Linked DNA regions of Sus scrofa: region 2 is linked to region 1. Evidence: chromatin contacts called from public Hi-C data. All regions are on one chromosome and are shown on one strand. Each heading gives the region's core, a stretch centred on a gene start, on an enhancer-like site or on the middle of the called end of the contact. The rest is flanking DNA. Distances are from core to core; before and after follow the strand shown.

Region 1 (2,707 bases), core at 114-2,613:
ATCCTCCAATGTAGCTATCCAATGCAGCAGCTGGCACAAGCGGGCTGCTGAGCACTTGAAATGTGGCCACGTGTAACAAAGAACTGAATTTTTTTCTTTTTTTTAATGGCTACACCAGTAGCATATGGAAGTTCCCAGGTCAGGGATCAGATCCAGGCTGCAGATGCTACTATGTCCTAGCTGTGGCAACGCAGAATCCTTTAACCCGCTGTGCTGGGCCAGGGATCAAACTTGAGTCTTGGCACTGCAGAGACACTGCCTATCCCACTGTGCCACAGCGAGAACTCCTATTCTCATCTTCTAGAGTCCCACAAGCCTTATACTGAATGTCAATACCCACTAGAATGGAGCAAGGCAGACACTTTAATCTTTTTGTTCGTTTTTCCACCTCAGTGCTTAGAACAGATTCCGGCCCATAATACGGTCTCAATGAAGGTTTGTTTCTTTGCTTTTTTTTTTTTTTTTAAGGGCCTCACTCGTGTCATATGGAAGTCCCCAGGTTAAGGGTCAAATCTGAGCTGCAGCTGCCCTCCTACCTCACAGCCACAGCAACACAGGATCCGAGCTGCGTCTGCGACCTACACTGCAACTCACAGCAACGCCGGATCCTTAATCCACTGAACGAGGCCAAGGATCAAACCGGCATCCTCATGGATCCTAGTTGGGTTCGTTAACCGCTGAACCACGAGGGGTCACTCCTCAATGAAAGTTTGTTGAATGAATAATGAACCTCATAGAGCAGAACACAAAATTCACCCTACAACTGTATGCCCAACCCTGAAGTCACGGATCTGCTTCCATCTTCTGAACAGGGGCGGACACACTTTTTCTGCAAAAGGCCAGATGCAAGTATTTTTGGCATTTCAGGGCTAGATAATTTCTGTCCTGAATACTGAACTCTGCCCTTCTGTCTTAAAAGCAGCCAGGTACTTTTCCCCACCCCTTCCTGCTGGCCTCTCGGGGTCGCCTCTCCCCTACCTTCAGGAGCCAGAGCGGTGAAGACGGGGTCCTCGGCAGGGGCCCCCCGCACGTCCTCCAAGATCTGCTCCACTGTAGGGGGCGCCGGGCGGGTGGGCAGCACCACGCGCTTCTTGGTCTTGGAGCTCATCCCGGTAGACCGGAGAAGGAAGTGTTGACGGGGTTGTTCCTCGCGCCCAACGAATTTCTACACACGCTCCAGTTCCCCGCTCCTGGCGAAGCCCTTCCTGCCCTGATCCTCCCAAGGGCTGAACAACACGGAGCCAGGGGCTTCAGCGTTCCCCTTCACTCAAGCCTCAGTTTCCCGCTGAGGCTGCTGCCGCCAGCGCCAACTCACCTGCACCGCCTCCGCGGCCGACCGACCATTTCCGCTTCCGGTCACGGTACAGTCCCACCCTACTCGCAAGAGACACACGCTTCCGGCCGGATCCTCCCCGGCTCGTGAAAGCCACGCCCCCTTAAAGAGGCCGCTCCCTCCAGGGTTCTGGTGCGATCGAAGAAACGATTGGACCAGAACCAGAAAGGATGAGACTTCAGCCTCTCCCCCGAGGGGTGGGCGCAGGGTCCTGTTCCCGGCTCTTCTCTCTGCCTAACAAAGCATCTGAAGCCCGGTTTTTTGCAAAAGGGAGACGCAGTCCTCAATCTACGTGGCTGTCGTAGCAACAAATTTACGGTGCAGTCTCTCACCACGTAGCGGGCCACCAGTTCCCAGCGAGGTGGCCAACCTCCGGGATCCCTCTCAAGGTTGCCTCTCCCTTGTCTAAAACCCCCTCCCTACCTGGGTGGGGCCGTAGCTCTGGAGGGTGATCTTGGCCCCCGCCTCTTGGCTAGGACTGAAGACCACCACAGAGCCCAAGGAGGGCGTTTTTAAACAGCTTTATATAATTTACATACTATAAAGTCCACCTGCTTAAAGTGTACAATTCAATGGTTTTGGAATATATATAGGAGAGAGACAGACAGAAAGACAGAGAAGTTGTGCAACCATCACCGCAGTCTAAAGCCAGAACATTCCCTCATCCTCATCACCCCATCCCTTAACAATCCACTATGTTTATGAATTTGTCTGTTCTTGGCGTATCACATTCATGGAATCACACAAGTGTGCCTTTCTCTGAGCATCGTGGTCTCAAGGTCCGTTCACATGGCAGCCAGTGTCGGTGCTTCTCTCTCTTTCATGACTGAGGGATGCTCCTGTGCATGAAGGGACCATATAATGTTTGCCCATCATCCAACAATGTTGTTTCCATATTTTGTCTGCTGTGAATCATGCTGCTGTGAACATTCTTACAAGTGTTGTGTGAATGTGTCTTTAGTTTTCTTGGGTACATACTTAGGAGCAGAACTGTTAGGTCATATGGTAACTCTATGTTTAACTGACTATGGACCTATTTCCCAAAGTGACTGCCCCAAGCTGGCATGTTTTGGGCATTTACTGTGTGCCAGGTGGGAAAATTACCTCTTGACCCTCAAGAGTATTTGGTGAGGCAGGTGCCAGACTTCATGCTGCTGCACAGGATGGCTACGGAGGCTCTGAGAAGGCAGCCAGGTGCCTCTGGACACGCAGCCTGGATTTGCAGAGCCAGACACCACTTCAGGCCTAACTCCAGAGCTGGGCAGAGCTGGGTGGGACTCTAGGCATGCAGGCAGGTCTAGGAGAGCAGATGGCTGTCTCCTCCCTTACCCACCTCCTGCTTCCAGTGGGTCCAGCTGCAGCCCTAGACAGAAC
Region 2 (2,707 bases), core at 74-2,573, 180 kb before region 1:
TTGAATGGGGGACGTGCGCCTTTGTTCCTGTCCCTGCTCCGGCTCTGACCTTGAGAGAGAGACAAGAACAGAAGGAAAACGGAGCTTCTGCTCAAATCCGCTCGGCGGCAGCGGTGGTGGCGGCTCTCGCCTTGGTGGCCCCTGCATGCAAATGAGCCGAACCACCCCGGGCCTTTGCTGGGGCATCCCCCGCCCAGTGTGCCCTTCTGGCTCCCCCAGCTCTGCAGGCCCAAGCTCTGCTGGGTGTGACATGAGACCCCTGCCGGGCTCTGAGGTCCCACAGCGTGGGAGGGGGCAGAGAGAGCTTCCAAAAGGCCTCCTTTGCAGGCAGGAACACTGGGTTGGGCCAGGCCTGGCATCCTGAGCTCACAGCCCCTCTTTCTGGGCCCAGCCGCGAGCCTCCATTGCAGAGAGCTGGCCTCCCAGAGTGGCTGCCCCATCACTCCCCCGAGAGCCAGACTAGCCAGCCTGGGCCAAACCCGACCTGAGTTGCTGGGAGCCCCAGGCCCTCAGTCCAGCAGTGTCCAGAGAGTCTTTTTAAGGCCTTGCCACGTGACCCTGGACCAGTTCTGGTCCTCTCCTGGCCTCCTGGGGCTGCCCCGTCCACCACTTGGGGGGGTAGGCTCCCACCCTCCCTTGGGACTTCAGATCTGGCCTCCTATAGTCAGAGGACCAGCAAGACCTGGAAGCTGGAACACCCCAGACCGATGGGCTGAGTTCCCTGGATGGCAGAGGACAGAGAACCTGGAGGAGGGGTAGCTGAAGCACAAGGAGGACAGACCTGGAAGGAAGAGAATGGAAGGACTCCCAGGCAGGACTCAGACCAAGCAGAGGGCTCAGTGTGGGGAGGATGACGCTCAGAGCACATGCCCACAACATGTAGGAGGTGTGGGGCTGGGATGGGTCATCTGCTGCCCTGCCTCACTGAGGTGAAGCTTACTTTGCCAGTCTCTGGCCTCTCTAGGTTCCTTCGAGGAGTTTACATAATCCATCACCCAGAAACCTTCCAGCTCTTGGCTCTCAGACCCTGTGCCAGCCCTGAGAGTGTGAAACAAACCCAGAGAGGTAAAATCTGGCTGGGCGCCACTGGCGCTTTCCAGTCAGCACTTGGTGACAGTGTACCTCCACAAACTCAGAATCTGGTGAGGCAGACAATGGCATGAGTAAGGAGAAAAATAGGCCGGGCCCCCAGTTTTTGCACACAGCCAGCACCCACAGAAGTGCCAGTTCCCTGAACAGGTCATACACTCTGGCCCCTGCCTGGTGCCCTTCCTGTCCTCTGCCCCCTCAGACTCCCCATGCTCCTGACTGCTGTTGGCCTCGACCCCACTGTAGGCTGCTGGGAATATTGGGCACCCACTATTTGTCTGGCTCCCTTAGGGAGTGAGGTCAGGATTCCTGTTTCACTTCCTAGTTGAGGAAACAGAGACTCAGAGAGGAGAAGTGACTGCCCTGGGAGACAGCAGTGGCTGTTGGCTTTGGACTTAAGGTCAGCCCCACCACAAAACTCTTCCCCAGGCTGGGTGAAGTGTCACAGCATCCCCTCGGCCTGGTTTAGGATTTTGGGGTCTGGGTTTGAATGAAGGAGGTGAGACGGGGCGAGCCATCTTTGTGCCTTCTACTCCTTGCTTGGGGCCTGGCGTTGCAGACCACTTGGTGGCTTGAATGGAGGTGAGTGAGGGACTCCGACACCCTGGGCTAGGCCCGCGTGATGACGGGGGCGCGCCCCCGCAGAGTTGGTGGCTGGGGTTGGCCCCTGCGGAGGTGGGCAGGCCGCGGTGGGGTACTCATCCGGACCATTAGACTGGGGCGGGGGTGGAGGGGCGAGGGCGCGGTTGCGGCTGGAGCCCCCCGCCCAGCCCCCGTGTGTCCGGGGCACGGCAGGAGGGGGCGCCCGCGGCCCTCCCGGCGCTCGGGCGGGACAAAGGCCGGAGCCCCAGCCCCTCCCCGGCGGGTGCGGCGGCGACGGCCCGCGCTCTCAGAGTCCGCGCGGCCGGGCCGGCGCCCGGGGCGACCCCGGCGCCCCGCCTGCCGCCGCCTGACTTCTCGGCGCCCGAGGTCGCGCGCGCCCAGGCGGGGGCGGCTGGGGATCTCCAAGCGCCGGCGCGCCCTCCTCCCGCCCGCCCTGTGCCCGCCCGCTCGGCGGCGGCGGAGGAGGCGGAGACGGCCGGCAGGCGGCGGCCAGGGGAGCGCGGCGGCCGGACCGGGGCCATGGCGCCCGCGCAGCGCCCGCTGCTGCCACTGCTGCTGCTGCTGCTGCTGCTGCCGCTGCCGCCGCCGCCGCCCTTAGCGCGCGCGGAGGACGCCGCCCGCACCAACTCGGACCGCTACGCTGTCTACTGGAACCGCAGTAACCCCAGGTGAGCGTGGCTACGGGCGGGGACCGGGCGCTGGGAGACCCCGGGAGCTCCACCTCAGCCTGGTCTCCCGCCCTGGGCACGGAGCGTCCCTGCGCGCTGCCCGCGGAGTGGGGGCTCCCGCTTCCCACGGGATCCCCCGGGAGTTCTGGCCCCCGGAGTTTGGGGGACTCCTGCTCCGCGTGCATCTCCCCCCAGGGCGCCCCACCGCCTGCAGATTTGGGAGACTGGGCGCCCGGCGTGCCCCAGAGCGCCGCCAGTCCCGGAGTTTGGGGATCCTTGCTGGCACCCTCAGAAATCGTGCAGCCCTGACTTCCCTCGCCGGACTTGGGGGACCCCATCTTCGGGCC

Evidence for each region. A called contact is a pair of places that touch in the nucleus more often than the background predicts.
Region 2: a Hi-C map of liver shows a contact between it and region 1, with 4 times the contacts expected there. The contact joins the promoter of EFNA2 here to the promoter of C2H19orf25 in region 1. A contact is called at or near these places in 3 of 47 Hi-C or Micro-C datasets (liver and retroperitoneal adipose tissue) and 1 of 2 datasets of contacts at active chromatin or transcription factors (alveolar macrophages).

The regions. Positions count from the first base shown.
Region 1 is chr2:76,997,638-77,000,344 of Sscrofa11.1, reverse strand. It overlaps C2H19orf25 (UPF0449 protein C19orf25 homolog), which reads right to left and starts at 1,363. Exons shown (of 2, transcript XM_003353978.4): 1 at 979-1,363. The coding sequence starts at 1,108.
Region 2 is chr2:77,178,552-77,181,258 of Sscrofa11.1, reverse strand. It overlaps EFNA2 (ephrin-A2), which reads left to right and starts at 1,323. Exons shown (of 4, transcript XM_005661390.3): 1 at 1,323-1,671. The coding sequence starts at 1,580.